Regions from separate parts of the Mus musculus genome. Here region 1 is linked to region 2. Evidence: chromatin contacts called from public promoter capture Hi-C data. All regions are on one chromosome and are shown on one strand. The core of a region is the stretch at or near the end of the contact, and the rest is flanking DNA. Distances in the headings are between cores, read along the strand shown. Region 1 holds the start of Ttc13 (tetratricopeptide repeat domain 13). Region 2 holds the start of Ctu2 (cytosolic thiouridylase subunit 2).

Region 1 (3,969 bases), core at 746-3,245, 2.2 Mb after region 2:
GACCCAAGTTTGGTTCCTAGCACTCACAATCACCTGTAACTCCAGCTTCAGGTGATCAGATGCCCGCTTTGGCCTCTGCGGGCCTCTATGGCCACCTGCACACACCTACCGCCCTCCACAAAGACAAAACTATAAGTAAATCATATTTAAAAAAAAACAAAACAAAACAAAAACAAAAACAAAAAAACCTTCTCATGGGAAAATAGGATCGAAAACATTGCAGAGACACATAGCATCCTTGCAGGTTGGCCAGGTTCACTTTACCCGGGACCAGCAGGGCCAGCCATTGCTGACGGACACCTCCAGCCTGATCCACTTGCTCTCACTGGAACCATTTTCTCCTCCACCATAGGGGGTGCTGCAGTGTGAGACTGAGCCTGAGCAAGTAAGCTGCACACTGAGACCCAAGCAGGCATCTACCCCTCAGCAACTGGCACCTGAGAATAACGCTGCAGCTCTTTGCCCCAAGTCTAGAGTCTGGCTTGACGTGGGCAGGTAAGAAAGTGACCACGGTATTCCAAAGGTGCCCTCGTGGTGAGGTCAGACCTGTCTGATTTGTGAGACCTGAGAGGTTCTGGATATCTAGAGCAGACCATTGTGTTGGTGGTATGGGGGCTGTAAATACTGATGAGAATAGCCCCTCGGCTATGACACGCTTACTTGCCTGTCCTGAATTTGTCCCCACAGTCTAGGACAGGTGCCTGAGGTAAGCGTCACAGAGTCCAACTTCCATGTAATCGTCCAGGATTGGGACAAACAGAAGAGAGGCATTTCCTACTAAGAGCCTTTGGTGGTTAAGACAAAATCTGTCTGTAAAGTTGAGCATGGAAGCTCACACTTGTAAGCCCAACTTGGAGGGTTTGTAGAGAAGGATCGTGGTAAATGCAAGTTCAAGGCCAGCCTGGGCTCAGAGAGACCCTTTCTCAAAAACAAAACCTCATAGTCAAGTAAACGGAGTCTCCTATTTACAGACAAGTTCACAGACAGGTAACCCCCTGCCCTGAATCAGGAGGTGACATTAACAATGGTCATTCGATTCACTAAGGAATGCTGGCCACATCAGCTGCAACAGTGTTGGGAGGCAAAGCCAAGACACAAAATAAGTCCAAAAGCCATTCCAAGAAGTCAGATGGTGCTCAAAGGAAGTCAGATTGCACTAATCTTGAGACTGCATCTCAGCTAAGAAACTAGGTAGTGTTTGGGTAGGCATATGGTGCTGAACATTGGTGGGATGTTTTAAAAGGCATTATCAGCCAGCTGCTACTAGGTATAGAAGACCCAGACCTTCCCCACGGCAAGTCGGAGGGACACCCACTGAGGGGAAGGGAGAGTGGAGAGGGTACTGATGGGTAAAAACGCCCACTGTACAACTCAAAACAGAAAGAGCATGTGCATTTTGCCCAGAGCCTGACCAATGAATGAGCCTGAGCAGCTGGAATGCACGCAGGAATCAGGCCTGAAGCTCTCTCTCTACCGTTGGGGGTACATCTGAGGAGCACGGGTCAGTGCTCATGTCACCCCGCAAATCCAACCTGCTTGCACCTCTCAAGATTGGATTCCTGAGGTGGGGATCGGGCAAATCACCTACCGGAGCAAGCAGAAAGAAGTCTGACTTCCTGGCCCGTGCACGCCAGCAGGCACCCTCCAGGCAGGTCCTTATCCCCGCCGCCCACCTGAGCCCATCCCCGGTGCCCCCACTTCCCAGATGCTTCCACGCTGGGCAGGGGCGGCCCAGGGAGAGGGCGGCTCGGCCCACTCACCGCACTCCGGGTACTGGTCCGCCCAGTCCCCCGACTGCGGACAGCCGCCGCCCGCCGGGGCCTCCTGCTGCTGCCGGTGCTGAAGCTCCTGCTTCAGCAAGGACAGCGGAGAGTAGTGCTCGGTGGCCCGCGCGCAGGCCAGCGCCCCCAGCAGCAGGAGCAGCGGCCGCACCACCGCAGCACCCAAGCTGCCCGAGCAGCCGCAGCCGCAGCCGGCAGGTGCCATCTTCCCGCACGGCGCAGGCGCGGCCCTGCTCTGCCCGCCGCGGGCAGGTGGGCGCGGCGCGCAGCCGCAGTACCCGCTGGGAGTTGTAGTCCTCGCCCTGTTAGCCTCAAGCACTCATTCAGCGCTTGGACTACAAGTCCCAGTAAGCCCTTGGGTGCCCCTCCCAAGGCCAGTCCAGGCGTCTTCCGCCAGCGGCCGGAAGCAGGAGCCCTAGAGTGGCCATGGGGACCGGCGGGCGTAGGGGGACGCGGTCCGGGAAAGGCACGGAAGGCGCAGCGGCGACTTCTTCCTCTTGCCTGTATCGTTGTATCGAGTGCAACCGAGAGGCTCAGGAGCTGTACCGGGACTACAGCCACGGCGTGCTCAAGATAACCATCTGCGTGAGCGCGCCGGGGGGCGGGGCGCGGCTAGGAAGGCGGATCCGAACTTGCTGTGGTCCGGGGCGAGGCCTGGGAGCTTGAGCACGTGGGGGAGGAGTGGTCCTTGTGATGGTGTGAAAGAGAAAGCAAGGATGTGCTTGAAGACTGCCTAGGCCATAGATGTTCTAAGACTTGTGGCACCCAGGAGTGGTGGCGCATTTCTATGACTCCAGCACTCCACTCGCATGCCAGGCAGGAGGAGAATCACGAGTTGGACTCCAGCCTCGATTGCCGCGAGAGAGAGAGAGAGAGAGAGAGAGAGAGAGTGTGTGTCTCAAGCGAATAAACGAGTGATGGAGAGAGATGTGATTCACTAAGGAAATAGGAATTGTAGCAGGAAGCGTGTCATTCTCTTGTTGATCCTGAGGAGATGGAAGCAGTATTTGAGGTCTGGTACTGTAGAGAGTTCTTAGAAGAAAACTGTGTCTTATCGGGGTACTTGTCAATTTAATAGTAAATAATACAACAATTTAACCGAAATGGAAAGCATTTACCACGGCCGGGGATGTTGCTCGCCATGTAGGGCAGCCTTAGATTCCGGCTCCAGCACCACGCCTGTAATCCCTGCAATTGGGAGATGGAGGCAGGAGGTCCAGAACAGAAAGAGAGGGAGGGAGAGAATGAATGTCTCTCTGTGTGTTTCCTCTTTATACTCTTAAGTGAAGGCAGGAGGAAGCAGTGGAGAGAGTTCTGGTGGGAAAGGACTCACTGATTCATCAGGTCCACTGATGGAGGAAGTCAGCGTGCTCCCTATGTGAGGATGGATGGACACAGGGTAGTAGAAGGAGGTTCTTTGGGTAGAGGTCACTGCCTCTCATTGTAACAGTCTTCAGATGGCAAGATGGCATGCTGTCTTAGCCTTCTAAACTGTCAGGTCCCTGAGGTTAGAGGATTGTGAGTGGCTCCAGGTGATTAGCTTCTTGGAGCCCATGAAGTTCTGGGGAAGGAGAGCTCTTGTCCTGTCGCATCTACAGCACGAACATCTGGCTGATAAGTGATACCGAAGGAATAGGAGGAGTTTTGTGTTTCCTGATGCTGGTCTTTCCCCTCCTGCTTCCAAATTTGTCTGCCTCCTTGTCCTGACATTTGGGATACTGTCCAGAAGTGGGATTTAGCTAGCTTTTAAAAGACAGAGAGGGACTTGCCATTTTAACAGTTTCTCTTGGCACTAATGGTGCATCTCTGGGCTTGGGGGAAGAGATATAACCTCCACATCTGTGCAGAAAAAGGGGATCTGGGAAGAGCCTCCGTCCTGGGCTCGACATCTAAGAGTGCTTGCTCTTAACTCACAGGTAATTGAAAAAATGTTAGCCTCTATGCCTCCATTTTGACAGAGAGATTGACTTTTTTTTTTTTTTTTTTAAGTTTTTCGAGATAGGGTTTCTCTGTGTAGCCCTGGCTGTCCTGGAACTCACTCTGTAGACCAGGCTGGCCTTGAACTCAGAAATCCGCCTGCCTCTGCCTCCCAAGTGCTGGGATTAAAGGCGTGTGCCACCACTGCCCAGCTAGAGATTGACATTTGAGAGGGTAGCACAACTACCAGTTCACTGGTAACTGGAGAGGC
Region 2 (4,291 bases), core at 354-2,853:
TAAAGGTAGGACTGAACAGCTGGGGAAACGGAACTGGCAAAGAAAGCAGGGCCACCTTCCCAAGGTGACGCTGTCCAGATAAAAGCCTGCAGAGGGAGCAATGGGAACAGGTTTACAGGTTTAAAGGTGCTTTTCAATCCCGTGTTCTACCTTTCTAAGAGGACAACACATACTGATTGGTGAATAGTAGCAAACTGAAGAATGCAGCAGTGGCCTGTGTGCACCGAGTGAAGGGATTGTAAAAAAAAAAAAAAAAAAAAAAAGACAACACTTCACAGAACACACCGTAAAACACCCACTTGTGCGTGCATACAAAAAAATGGGTCCTGATCCAAGGCTTCCTGCTAGAATATCACAGGAGCATTAGGCTGAGCAGGAGCTAGCTGTGCTCTTCCAAGACAACCTAGCAGAGCTCTCCAGAGGGATCCAGTCTTCGGTTCAGCCTGACACAGGGGGCAGGGAAAGTCAAGGCAGCCCTGGATGGAGACAAGGTCTCTGCCACCTCCCTGTATGACTCGCAGGCACACGCCTACCCAAGCGGCTCCAGTTCCCTCTGCATTAGAGCCTCCAAAATCAGCTGCCTCTGTTTGCAAAATGCCTCCCACCAATCTGGGTGCACCTTGTCCTGCCCCAAGCAGAGGGGCTGTCTGCTGACAAGTCCTCCTCCTGCCCGTTCTCTATCGGCTAATCTCAAGAGCTGTACTGTGGGGAGGTCATGGAGCAGACGTTCTATCTTGGCTCCCTCCCAACCAGGCTGGGGTTGTGAAGGCCCTGAGCACCGCTCCCTCCCGCGCAGAGTCACATCCTCAAGTTTCTGCTCCTGAAACACGGGAGGAGGAGCCGCTAGATTGGGGGTGGGGGGTGTCTTGGCTCAGCTGGGCACCTAACGAAGTGCTTGATGTCTGGGTCCCTTTAGGCCCCGCTACCTGGAAGCTTCCTGTTCAGAATAGGCCAAGTCCTTCAAAACAAAACACCAGGCTCCAAACGCGTCCCTCTCCTAACTTTAGGGAAACTCATTTCCTTGACAGTCAACACGAGTAGACATGGGGTGGAACAGAGTGGGTTGCAGAAGCCACAAGTCGTTTATTTACAACGGCCCGCTCACCCGATCTCTGCAAGCCCGGACCCCCGCGCTCGGCGCAGCGGCCGCGTCCACCGCCCTCGAAGCAGCCGGCGGCCGTTGGCAACGCGCGGGGCCGGGGCGGGTGCAGGGCGCGCGCGCGGCCGGCGGGCAGGGGCTGCTTTCCCCACGTCTCCTTTCGGCCGCCAGCCACGACCCCGGCCCGGACCCCCCTCCCGCGGGCTCCCGGCGCGCGCTCTCACGTGTGGCCGCAGCTGCCGATGGCCACTGGCCGATGGTACACCTCCAGGCAGATGGGACAGCTGAACTGCGCCTCCAGGCCGCTGTCGCCGCCCGCGGGCCCAGCCGGCGGCTGCCGCTGCTGCGCCGAGGCCACCAGGCTGCGGAACATCGCCATCCCCGGGGCAGGCCGCCGCCGCCGCCCCCTATCCAGGCCGGCAGACCCGGCGTCACTGCCGCGACGGCGCCGCGCTGGCGTCACCGCCCAGGCCCCACCTCCCCGGGTTGCGTCACGACAGCGCCCGCTCGGCGGTGACGGCATCTCAGCGCGCCGGCATCTCAGCGCGCCGGCTCCTCACGCCACTCCGCAGTCGGGACCCACCCCTCCATGTGTCAGGCCGGTGAGGATTACGCGGGGCCGGCGCGGCGGGAGCCTCCGCCCGTGCCGCGGCCAAGGTAAGAACCTTCTACCACCAGGCCGGGGACAGTCCCCTTCGGTTCCCCACCAACCGGAATTCCGGGACTGCTGTGAGTCGGCGGCTAGAACTAAACCTAGGCCCTGGCGCGTGAGCCTGGCGCTTCCTCCGCCAGCTCGGGCCGGGAAGCGCGACCCTGACTCCCCCAAGCCCGCCATGGTGCGAGAATTCTGCCACATATGTTCTTGTTCTCTCAAAGCCGGGAGCAGAAATGTGTGAAGTGCGCAGAAGGCCTGCCGGTGGTGGTGATACGAGCGGGAGATGCCTTCTGCAGGTGAGATCTGGGCAGCCGTCCCCACCCCACCCCACCCCCACCCCCGCACGCCCCTTTTCCAGGCTTGCTTGTTTTCTTGTAAAGGCGCGGTAACTTGTAAGTGCTTAGCCCTAACCGTAAATAGTGGTGGGAACCACTGGTGACGACCCTTGTCATCTAAACTAGGCACACCCGTCAATTCAACACTTCAGAGTCCATGACAGGAGAATTACCTCCGATCTGAGGCCAGCTTGGGCTGCAGAGATGACCCTGTCAAACAAAATCCCACAGTCTCCTGCGCAGGTGCAGCCAGCCTCCCTTTGCTTCTGTGTTACAGGGTTTGTTTCAAGGCATTCTACGTTCACAAATTCAGAGCCATGCTTGGGAAGAACCGGGTCATCTTTCCTGGGGAGAAGGTACGATGTGTGGTGCCTGGGCGCTCGGCTGTCAGCCCTGCTGTCTTCCGTTTATGTTCGTTTCTTCAGCTGGCCTACTGTCCCTGGACATTGAGGGTAGACTTGGTGTCTGGGGCTGTCCAAGAAGTGGACAAGACATGCTCATATTGCGGATGCATGCCTCCGTGCTGATGCTGCCCTTCCCACCCCCAGGTGCTCCTGTCCTGGTCTGGGGGCCCTTCGTCCAGCTCCATGGTCTGGCAAGTGCTTGAGGTACATCTACACCATCTTCTGGGCGTAAGCTTCTGGATTGAATTAGCAGGGGCCTCCTTCCTCAGCCTATACTATGGAAGTTTTTGGTTAACACTAGACAGTACCCCACCCCACCCCAACTGGGACACCTTTAGGATGTCCCATATATATTCAGCAGGTGTGCAGTCCAGACACATGCCCTACACAGGGTCCCAGGCTACATCCCTATTGAGCTTTATTTGTTAGGACACAGTTTCAAAGATTGGCCAATCATGACAAAGAGCAGAGAGAAGCATTTGCCAAAAACAACGGGAGAAGCAGCATAGGTAGAAGGGAGTGGGGCAGATGGAACGGGACTCAAGCTAAGAGTGTCTGAACCTGCAGAGGTATACAGGGTTTCCTTGAGGGACCCCATGCAGAGCAGGGAACTACATGCTCTCTCACTGTAGGGTACCAGCTAGAGGGGCCAGTGTAGAGGCTGTCTTGGTAGGGGAGGTCTCAGTGGCGGTGCTGCTCCAGTGTGAATGACCTGTGTCGTACTTGAGTGGCTTTTGTGTCACCTGCTGGTCCCCCAGACCTACACATGTGAAGGTGAGAGCTCACTGTGAAGCCGTCAGTGTCTGATACCGCTTCTCATGGGAGACTCCGCCCCTGCTCTCCACGTATTGTCACCTCAGTTCTTACATTTCAAAACACTTTCTGGGGATTCTGGGGAACCCAGCAGATGGTAAAAGCGTTCCCCATGGCTCAGCCGCTGTCTCAGGTTGCTTAGGTGTCAGAGACAGGCTGGGGGTTGGGGAGAGTTCTGAAGTTTCTGATTCAGATAGGACATGCCCTCATGCAGGAGGGAAGACTTGGCCCCACACACCCCTGTGAGGAGGAAGGCCTAGGCAGTTTGGTCCACTGACTGGAGCATACTTCCAGAGAAGTGCTTTTGGCCAGAGCTGAGTCCTGACACTTCCCTTCTAGGGCCTGAGTCAGGATTCTGCGAAACGGCTGCGCTTTGTGCCAGGAGTCATCTATGTTGATGGTATGTGTGGTCACTCCTCTTCCTAGTCCCCAGCCATGCATGAGCCCCACAGGCTTTCCAGGGGACAGACTGGGGACAGAGGTGCCTTCCAATTGTATCGAAGGGCCCATGGTTGAAGAAGGTGAGCTTAGAGCTGTCTTTGGGACAGAAAGACTAGCCAGTTTCTTTAGCTGTGAGGGGAGCCTGTCTGAAAGCACCCCAAAGAAAAGGGGAGCCTGTCTGAAAGCACCCCAAAGAAAAGGGGAGCCTGTCTGAAAGCACCCCAAAGAAAAGGGGAGCCTGTCTGAAAGCACCCCAAAGAAAAGGCCAGTCCTGCTCTTACAGAACAGACCTGGTGGGACTTTTGTATGTGACACTGATGCCCCCCCCCCAGCCTGTCCCATCAGGCTCTTCCTCTGTAAAACCTACATGTGTCCCCCTGGGTTTCACAGAGGGCGCAGCCTGTGGTCAGAGCTTGGAGGACAGACAGAAGACGGTGGCTGAGGTGAAGCGGATCCTGGAGAACACTGGTTTCCCATGGCATGTGGTTGCCTTAGAAGAGGTAGGTGGGTCTGCCCCTGTAAAGGGTCCTGTGGTGGCCTTGGA

The links. Promoter capture Hi-C pulls out the DNA fragments that hold promoters and counts their contacts.
Region 1: a contact with region 2 is called in a promoter capture Hi-C map of liver, with 5 times the contacts expected there. The contact joins the promoter of Ttc13 here to the promoter of Ctu2 in region 2. A contact is called at or near these places in 1 of 39 promoter capture datasets (liver) and 2 of 9 other capture datasets (adipose tissue and liver).

Annotation. Positions count from the first base shown.
Region 1 is chr8:124,719,977-124,723,945 of GRCm38.p6, forward strand. It overlaps Ttc13 (tetratricopeptide repeat domain 13), which reads right to left and starts at 1,996. Exons shown (of 23, transcript NM_001373939.1): 1 at 1,761-1,996. The coding sequence starts at 1,986. It overlaps Arv1 (ARV1 homolog, fatty acid homeostasis modulator), which reads left to right and starts at 2,190. Exons shown (of 6, transcript NM_001368372.1): 1 at 2,190-2,366. The coding sequence starts at 2,208.
Region 2 is chr8:122,474,540-122,478,830 of GRCm38.p6, forward strand. It overlaps Ctu2 (cytosolic thiouridylase subunit 2), which reads left to right and starts at 1,604. Exons shown (of 15, transcript NM_153775.2): 1 at 1,604-1,756; 2 at 1,976-2,050; 3 at 2,367-2,445; 4 at 2,638-2,697; 5 at 3,646-3,706; 6 at 4,138-4,247. The coding sequence starts at 1,689. It overlaps Rnf166 (ring finger protein 166), which reads right to left and starts at 1,535. Exons shown (of 6, transcript NM_001033142.3): 1 at 1,324-1,535. The coding sequence starts at 1,478.